Linked DNA regions of Sus scrofa: all the other regions are linked to region 3. The links are chromatin contacts, called in public Hi-C and promoter capture Hi-C maps. All regions are on one chromosome and are shown on one strand. The core of a region is the stretch at or near the end of the contact, and the rest is flanking DNA. Distances in the headings are between cores, read along the strand shown. Region 1 has its middle 36 kb from the start of MAL2. Region 2 has its middle 36 kb from the start of NOV. Region 3 holds the start of TAF2 (transcription initiation factor TFIID subunit 2).

Region 1 (2,700 bases), core at 141-2,640, 400 kb before region 3:
TTCTGATCTCAGAAGAACCATATATGCTAGAGACACAGTTTTGGAGATATGAGCATCCAAGCGGTAGGTGATGCCTTACTTACATGATCTGTTAGCTCAACGTTGAGAAACATGCAGAAGAAAAAAAGGAAGAGAAATACCAACACATAAGGATGGGTGGAAGAAAAATAGCCCAAGAAAGAAATTGAGGAGGACTAGCCAGAGATTTAGATACAATATGGCTGGACACAAGTCGATGAAAGGAAGACCCAGGGAAATTGATCAGCTTGTCCAGTGCTGTAAGGGCATGGCCTTGATGTGGCTCATTCAGTAGAGAGGTTGGGGCAATGGTCAGAACACGGCCAAGGGTCCAAAAATGGCAAGTATTTATTTCACAAATAGTTATTGAATGCTTCCTGGAGACTAGGCACAGAAGAAAAAGAAAATGATGTAACTTTTATGTCCTTGATGTTAATAAAGGAAAAAAAATTTGATTTATTCATTAATATTCCTGATTCCACCTCTTTATCTTATCCAAAGTGATCTCAATCAGCTCTGGTTATTTGTAGTTTGTTATCCATAACTCTGAAATGTAAAAAAAACCTCTGTATTTTTTTAATATGACTTGACCTAATGGGAAACTATTGTTATTCATTATTTATCTCTCAGTGTGAACATTGATGATATGTTTTACTGCAGAAATATTGATATAGATGATTATAAGGTGCTGCACTCTATCCCACTTTTGGTAACATAATATATGGCACACATTCTGTGTTTGCTTTTTAAATTTTTTTTTTAAATTGGGTTCCAAAACACATATGACATCAAGGATTTTATTTGAGAAATTATGTACATCTAGAATTATAGCACTTCATTAAAACACTTCCAAAAATATACATATTTTTTTCCTTTCCGTATTAGGCACTGCTGATGAGAGCCATATATAATATTTATTTTGAGTGTGAAACTTTCTGGCAGATAGCAAGTTATTGCACTAAACAACAGTCTATTTATCCCTCTCTATGGCAACTATCACCACTGCTCGAGTGCGCTCGCTCCCAGAGTACTTAGCGGGGCCTGGAGGGTGCTCCTGAGCTTACAGAGAGATGTCTTGTCCTGGAGTTGACCCTGCTCCCCTGGGCATTCTCTTTGCTTCCTTTGTTCTATGGCCCAGGGTCTGCTGGCTCCCTTTTCTGTCCTGCACCTGGGCCTGCTTCCGTTTTCTTTTCCATGAAATCCTAGGCTAGAAGAATCTTCCCATTCTCATTTGGCAAGCTTGGGGGTCATTACCATTTCAGAGCTGGAAGAAAATTCAGAGAGAGCATCTAGTTCAATCCCCTCCTTTTAGAAACAGGATACTGAGGTGCGGGGAAGTGAAGGGACTTGGCCCCATCACCCAGGGGAGGACTTTGATCCAGGCTGCTACTCCACCTTCCCAGTTCACGGGATTCAAACATCAGATGCATGGGGATAGGAGGTTCGATGGGGGATATTTTTATTTGGCTCTGTTTGTTTGTTGGATAGTTTATTTGACTATCTAGTTTTCCTCTGGACTCTCACCTCCCGGTTTCCATCCCTGTAGTTCAAGCAAAATTCACTCAGATCCCTAGTTCCACAGATCACAAACAACTGGAACAGGCTAATCAGAGAAGCACAATCTTCAAGCACAGTGACTGGCTCAGAAAGGAATTGCTGACCCAGTCAGAGATCTGGGGAGTTTTCAGACAACTACTGAGAAAGGGGAATATGTGTGTCTTTGTAATTCCCCATTGGACCTCAGTGGAGCCTAGGATCATGTCGCTTCAAGCTACTTAAAGCCACCTTGCTATCACATGAAGCCAAGAGAGAGGAAGCCACAGCTTGGAGGTGGAAGGACACAGAATTCTGAAGCCATCGTTGGAGTCTCTAAATTCACCGCTGCCTGAAACCCCCTTTCCCTCTGGCTTTTTCAGTCTCATCAACCAATTAATTTCTTCTTTTGTTTAAAACCAGTCTGGGTGGATTACCTGCCATTTGCAACCCTGAATGTCTCAACCAATAAAATAACCTTTTATAAAGTCTCTTCAAACACTGTCGGTTTATGACTTGATACTTTTCTTCTGAAGGTCTGGTATTTCTGGAATCTCTGAAATTCAATAACTCACTGAACTGAGGTGAAGCGGGGAAATATGCAGAGTGAAACTCTTGCATCTTGATAAACGCTGTAGTTTTCTACTCTCGGTAGAAGACACCATTGCTCATTTTACCAAAGTCAGATTTTCTCATTAGAGTGTGGATGTGTGAATCTATTTGCCTAGTTTGAAACTTACACAAGCACCATCACTTTTTATGTTGCAAACTGAACTCCGGCATCAAGCTTTGTTGTTTATTTGAATTTATAAAGACCATAATTTCCTGTTCTTAAGAACAAAAAGCTAAAAGTGTTTTTAAAAGTTAAGTAGTTGTGTTTTTTTTTAATAAATAAGTCTCAAGAGTTTTCTTAAACTTCAAACCATTGTAAAAGAATACCATGGTAATGAGCTAAATGTAAATGAAACAGAACCTTCCAGATTACATTTGCCTTCAAATCCATTTGAGTTTATAAACCAAAGGGAAATGATTTGATTCCTAAGAAACCCCATGGGAGGATGGATAATATTTAACATGTTCGTCTCTACTAAATTAGACCATTTTTATTGAATGATGATCTTATTTGCATATGAAAAGTGTCTTCCCATG
Region 2 (2,700 bases), core at 84-2,583, 300 kb before region 3:
AGAATCTGACTGCAGTGGCTTGGGTCTCTGTGGAGGTGTGGGTTTGCAATCCCTGGCCTGGTGCAGTGGGTTAAAAGAGCTGAGATTGCTGCAGCTGCAGTGCAGGTCACAGCTGTGGCTGATTCAGTGCCTGGCCTGGGAACTTTCATATACTGTGAAAGCGGCCGTAAAAAGGGGAAAAGAATTTTTTAAATCATGATGGAAGTCAGTGAATCAGCTCTCAATCCCTGACCAAATCATGTGCTTCTCTGCTTTCTTCTTCCTTGAGCGAACCCAGCCACTTAGAAAAATGGGACCTAGAATTTACACTTCAATTTGCAATTTAATTAAAGTAAGAATGGCAGCCAGGGAGCATGTTTCAGGCTCCCCTTGCCAGGTAATCGGTAAACTATGACTGGATCTCTAACTGTATTTATTGACTTTATGTCTCTGGAAAAATAGAAAGTTCTTAATATTCTTTTATTAAAAGGTCTACAGATTCACTTGATGTAAATTCTGTTTGTTCTTCGTTTATAAGGATCGGTCCGGTGTATGGAAATATAGAGCGGTGTCTGCCTGGACTCCTAGACACCCCCACAACCAGAGAAATTGCCTGACGATACCAGCAAATGTGTCATGAGAACCAAAGAAGGCGAGAAACAGAGGCTGAGAGAAAAGCACAAAGCAAGATGACCAAAGCACAAGAGGGACGATAGACTGAGGATGAAACATCGTAGCAGGACCACCTGGTCACCCATCCTGGACCACTCTGCTCAGCAGCTGAGTCCCCCCGCCCCATTTGTATCAGCTTTTTTGTGTGTAAATGCTTAACACACAAGCATTTCTAAGCTTCTTTCAGGTCTAAAAATTACTCCCTTCACCATATACAGTTCTTTCTATATCACCTTCTACCTCTCATTCCCTTTATAGCCAAACTACTTGAAAAAAGAATATTCAATGCCCACCGTTTCCAGTGTTAAATTCCATTGACTTTCCTCAGTTTTCAGCCAGGTTCTTCTCCCTCCATCCCTTACGTTGCCATTGCCAAGATCAACTATGTCCATCCTGATACTAAGTCCGATAGGCAAATATTTCCCAATCTCAGTATATTAGCCTTTTCAGCAGCATTTGGCCCTGCAGCCCTCTTCCTCCCTGAGTCTCTGTGGCCCATTAGCAGGGTCTCACTCCTGGTTTTCCTGCAACCTCTATGACTGCTCCTTTTAGATGCCTCCACTTTGACCTAGCTTCCCTTGTGGAGGTGCTCACCAGGTTTCAACCCTCCCTCCTTAGGCAGATCACATGCACTCACTTCCCTGCCTTTATCAGCAAATGGTGCCGAGAAACCCACATCTTTATCATGTGCCAGGAGCTCACTGCTAAGCCCCAGTTCTCTAGATAAAATGCTCAGTAAGCTTCTGCCTGTTCACCCCAAACTCAGCCTGTCCAAAACTAAGCTCCTTAGCTTCAAGCCCAAAACCTACTCCTCCTGCACCCTGTCCCTTCATTTGGGGGCACCATCAGCTCAGTGCCCCAAGCCAGAAACCTGGGGACACATCACTCTTCTTCACTTTTCTCATCAAGTCCCTTCGAGGCTAATATTGCTTGGATCTCTCTTCTAAATGTCTCTTGCCACTGGTATAATTCAGACACTCATTCTCTCTCACCCAGATCAATGAAAGAGCCTCTAAGGAAACACAAAACTAGCCCTTTGTCCTTTTCCCATCAGTATAGTGTATATAAGCTTCAAGTCTGATAATGGGAATTCTCTAGTTAACCTTACCCAAAAACGTAGACTAAAATGCAATATCCTCAGCCAGATGCTCAAGGCTCTTTGTGATCTGGCAACTTATTTCTCAAGCTTCCTCCCTCAAGACCCTCTAATGCCTGTGCAGTGCTTCAGTCCCTCTAAGTCACTTCCGGGAGGTCCCACTGTGGCTCAGTGGGTTCAGAACCTGCCTGGTATCCATGACAATGCGGTTTTGACCCCTGACCTGGCTCAGTGGGTGCGTGGTGTAGGTTTCAGACACGACTAAGATCTGGCATTGCTGTGGCTGTGGTGTAGGCCAGCAGGGGCAGCTCTGATTTGACTCCTAGGCTGAGAACTTCCAGATGCAGCAGATGCAGCCCTGAAAAAAGACACACACACAAAAAAAGTAAATCACTTGCAGTTATCCCAGCAAATCCTACTTTACACACATCCCTGCCTCTGGCCGTGCGCCCAAGAACTCCCACTCTGCACCTCCCTCTAAAAGCCAGGACTGTGAAGACACAGTTTATACACGTCACCTCCTCCAGAAAGTTGATTCTGACTCCCTTTATCTAGATGAGTGTCTTGTCTCTGCTTGCAAAGCCCCCAGACCTCCCTTGTCATAATACCCATCAAATTGCTTTACGATCACTAATCCTCATTATCTGTCTCCCCTTGGAAGTCACACCATGATTTCCCATAGGCTGTACCCATCCCATAGATGTCCTTTATTTTTACCCAGAAAATGCTTTAAAGTAACACTTTAGGGGAGTTCCCTGGGGGTCTAGTGTTTAAGACTTGGTGCTTTCACCATTGTGGCCTGGGTTCAGTGAGATCACACATCAAGCTGATGCCTGCCACAGCCAAAAAAAAAAAAAAAAATATATATATATATATATATATATAAATGAATACATAAAAATGAAGTAACACTTTAATTGACCAAAAAAAATTTCCATAATAACATATAATAA
Region 3 (2,870 bases), core at 270-2,769:
TATGATTCTAATGAAAAGGTTACATTTTTAAATATAGTTCATTTTAAGTAAACAAGTTTGAAAGTGAAGTTGATGGCTCTCAAAGAAAACCGGCTCTAAGATTTTGTCCTATTTAAAACAGATTCCCCCTGAGAGGAAATTAATTACTTGGGTTATCAAGGAGTCTTGTAGAATGGATATATCAGCAATCCATATATCTACATTGAAAGGGGGGGATGGTTACTAGATTTCAAAAACATTACTTAAAACTTTACTACAAACCAATGCCACCTAAACAAAGTCAGCCAAGAACCAAGAAATAAAAGGGGCCCTTAAAAGCCAAGTTAATGAGTCACTGTGTGTCTTTACCTTAATTAATTTTCTCGTAGAAAACTCACTGTGGACTTATTCTTGTTTCATACACAATTTTAAAATGTTTGGTGATACAGACTTATATTGAACAACGGATTAAAACAAGTAAAACTGTAATTAGGAAATAGGGAGGAGGAAAAAAAAAAAAGAATTGAGGAGGCAGCCAGAACACTAACAAAGCCATGGCCCTTGGAGGCACACAGATCCTAATTCTAATTCTTATTCTCAAAATACAGTTACCTGGAAAGGAAAGTTCCTTAAGTATACTGTAAAGGATGGACTTGTTTTTGCTTACAATTGTTAAGAATACACTTACCACAACAGATTTTCTCTGGAAGTTTATGTTGTTGATGCAGACGACCTGATGGGTTGTATATTGAAAAACAAAGAAAATATTTCGATTATTAAATAGTGCACAATTCTATCCAATTATAAACAAGAACTATGTTCTAAGCAGCTCTAAAGCACACTTAACTTACATGTTAAAATCCCAGAAATTGGGTTAACTTGCTCTTTTTAAATTTGCCAACAGACCCGAAAACAAATTTCGTTAGACAAAAATGCAGCTTAGCACTTTAAGAAAAAGGTTTATTAACCTGAAAAGGGCAATAAATCTGCTGAATCACACTATCAAAACATTTTCGCCCTACAAACACCATTTCCATCACCGTGAGTGGCTTCTTGCTTCCCGCAAGGTTTCCCAGGCCCACTAGGTCAGTTTCAAGCAATCACAAAATATAATGAAAACCAAAAGAAGAAAAGGGAATGAAAAAATACTTATAGCTTATATGGCCTTGGGCTTTCAAAGCCCTTGTCTCCTTTCTTCCTGTTCATTCTGGCGGGCTCCAAACCAGTCGGCGGCATGAAGGGATCCTGCGGAGCTCGGCTTCCCGGCTTCCCAGGGTGCGGTGGAACATTACCGGTCTGCGGGACCTGACACTCGCCGCTTCCCCACGCTCCCAAAAGCCATGCCCTACTGCCGGGGCTCCCTAGGCACCCACGCCCGGCCCTGCCCGATCCTCTGCCGCCGACGCCTCCAACTTGCTCCAGCGATCAGGGGTCCTTCAGGAGTCTCTGCTAAGCTTCTGCCGCGGAGACGCTCCTCACAGAAACCACCCACGGTGCGGATCAGCCGACATCTTGTCACCTCTGAACTTCGACGTCAGCGGAAGTGGGACGGAGGTGAGGACCGGGCCGGAAGTTTTGTTAGTGGGCGGGGCTTACGCCGGAGTACAAGCGTGTTTGTGTTTCCATTTCCGTGAGTTAACTGTGGGTGAAAACTGTTGAAAAAAGCGAGTCAGAGATTTGGTGGGGGCGGGGGGAAGAAGAGCAGGAAGGAAAGGAGGAAACACTGAATTTTATAAGACAAAAGACGTAGCATAAGCGTACTGTAAAGTATGGGGACAAGGTTTGTGAAGAGTCGGGCTGGGAGCTAATAACCGGGGCAGGGTTGGGGTGGGAGGGGGATAGGAAACCAGGAGGAGAGATGTGCCTGTGGTTTGCTGTGTGAACAGACACTGTTAACTCCTGGGCCTCCGTAATTTAAGCTGTAAAATACTTGATTAGACCAAGTAGTCTTAACTCAAATTCCAGAGTGTTTACTAGGCACTGCTGCCTCAGCATTTATTAAAAAAACAAGTGGATTATATAGATGCAGAAGAATTTTTTGAACGGACAAATATTTTGAAGCCATCGTATTTGCATTTCATGTTTGTACAGCTGTTAAGTTCCAATAACAGTTAAATTTTAGCTAGTTGTGGATAACTCCTCAACATTTTTTTTTAAACTTGTGGAACAGATTAAACCCTGGTCTACCCCTTCCAGCTGTCCTGGGAACAAGTTCATTAGGTAAATTAAAATTAATTTGAATTTTGGTCTAAATGAAAACATACTAGGAAAATAAAGATGTAAAGGAACTTTATCAGGCATTCCAGAACCAGCTAAGAATTACTTGTAGTTTTTTAGTGAGTATTACCTGTGTGAGTATCCTTTATTATAAGATTATAAACTACAGTTAGTATTTTTTACATAGATTAGTATTAAAATGTGTCTTCTTATAAGGCAACTATACTCAAATAATTTTTTTTAACTGGGTCTTCTTGAATTATAAACTTTAATACCATTTTGCATGGAAGATGAAGAATATTTAGAGAGATAGATGCTTTTTCTCCAACTGGATTAAAGAGATGTCATTGGGTTAAGGAAAGAATGAGAGAAAAAGAAGCAGAAAGGTAGTATACAAACTTTCCTCCCAAAGAGCACATCTACATCAGCCAGGTGAACAGGAGCAATTGTCAAGCCAATTTCATCAATACAAACAACTAATTTAGATAACTGATAGCATCATGTGACTTCCTGTTTTGGTGGAAGGTTAAAAGTAGAGGGGAACTCTCTTGAGAAATGATATTTAAGTGAATAATTCTCTTCTAGGAAACTGTTACTACTCAGTTCTTTGAAAACTTTTAAATTTATTATTAATTAGAATGCCAAATCTTAGAGAAATGCAATTTTAAATATAA

The links. Promoter capture Hi-C pulls out the DNA fragments that hold promoters and counts their contacts. Hi-C and Micro-C count contacts between places; a contact is called where the count stands out from the background.
Region 1: a Hi-C map of omental adipose tissue shows a contact between it and region 3, with 6 times the contacts expected there. The contact joins the enhancer-like site here to the promoter of TAF2 in region 3. A contact is called at or near these places in 3 of 5 promoter capture datasets (fetal liver, fetal skeletal muscle and liver) and 6 of 47 Hi-C or Micro-C datasets (embryonic fibroblasts, fetal heart ventricle, mesenteric adipose tissue and 3 more).
Region 2: a promoter capture Hi-C map of fetal liver shows a contact between it and region 3, with 2.1 times the contacts expected there. The contact joins the enhancer-like site here to the promoter of TAF2 in region 3. A contact is called at or near these places in 2 of 5 promoter capture datasets (fetal liver and liver), 14 of 47 Hi-C or Micro-C datasets (alveolar macrophages, brain, embryonic fibroblasts and 8 more) and 1 of 2 datasets of contacts at active chromatin or transcription factors (skeletal muscle).

The regions. Positions count from the first base shown.
Region 1 is chr4:19,580,476-19,583,175 of Sscrofa11.1, reverse strand. No RefSeq gene overlaps it. Among named protein-coding and RNA genes, the nearest start is that of MAL2, 36 kb to the left of the region's middle. Within about 2 kb of position 1,390, at least 4 of the 83 cell types and tissues checked have an H3K27ac peak or open chromatin away from gene starts, as enhancers often do. A contact at or near this core is called in fetal skeletal muscle and omental adipose tissue, where this site is marked.
Region 2 is chr4:19,477,109-19,479,808 of Sscrofa11.1, reverse strand. No RefSeq gene overlaps it. Among named protein-coding and RNA genes, the nearest start is that of NOV, 36 kb to the left of the region's middle. Within about 2 kb of position 1,333, at least 2 of the 83 cell types and tissues checked have an H3K27ac peak or open chromatin away from gene starts, as enhancers often do. A contact at or near this core is called in fetal liver, where this site is marked.
Region 3 is chr4:19,178,864-19,181,733 of Sscrofa11.1, reverse strand. It overlaps TAF2 (transcription initiation factor TFIID subunit 2), which reads right to left and starts at 1,519. Exons shown (of 26, transcript XM_021090551.1): 1 at 1,133-1,519; 2 at 668-722. The coding sequence starts at 1,215. It overlaps DEPTOR (DEP domain-containing mTOR-interacting protein), which reads left to right and starts at 1,603. Exons shown (of 12, transcript XM_021090558.1): 1 at 1,603-1,759; 2 at 2,150-2,199. DSCC1 (sister chromatid cohesion protein DCC1) reads right to left here. Exons shown (of 9, transcript XM_021090559.1): 9 at 1,732-2,870.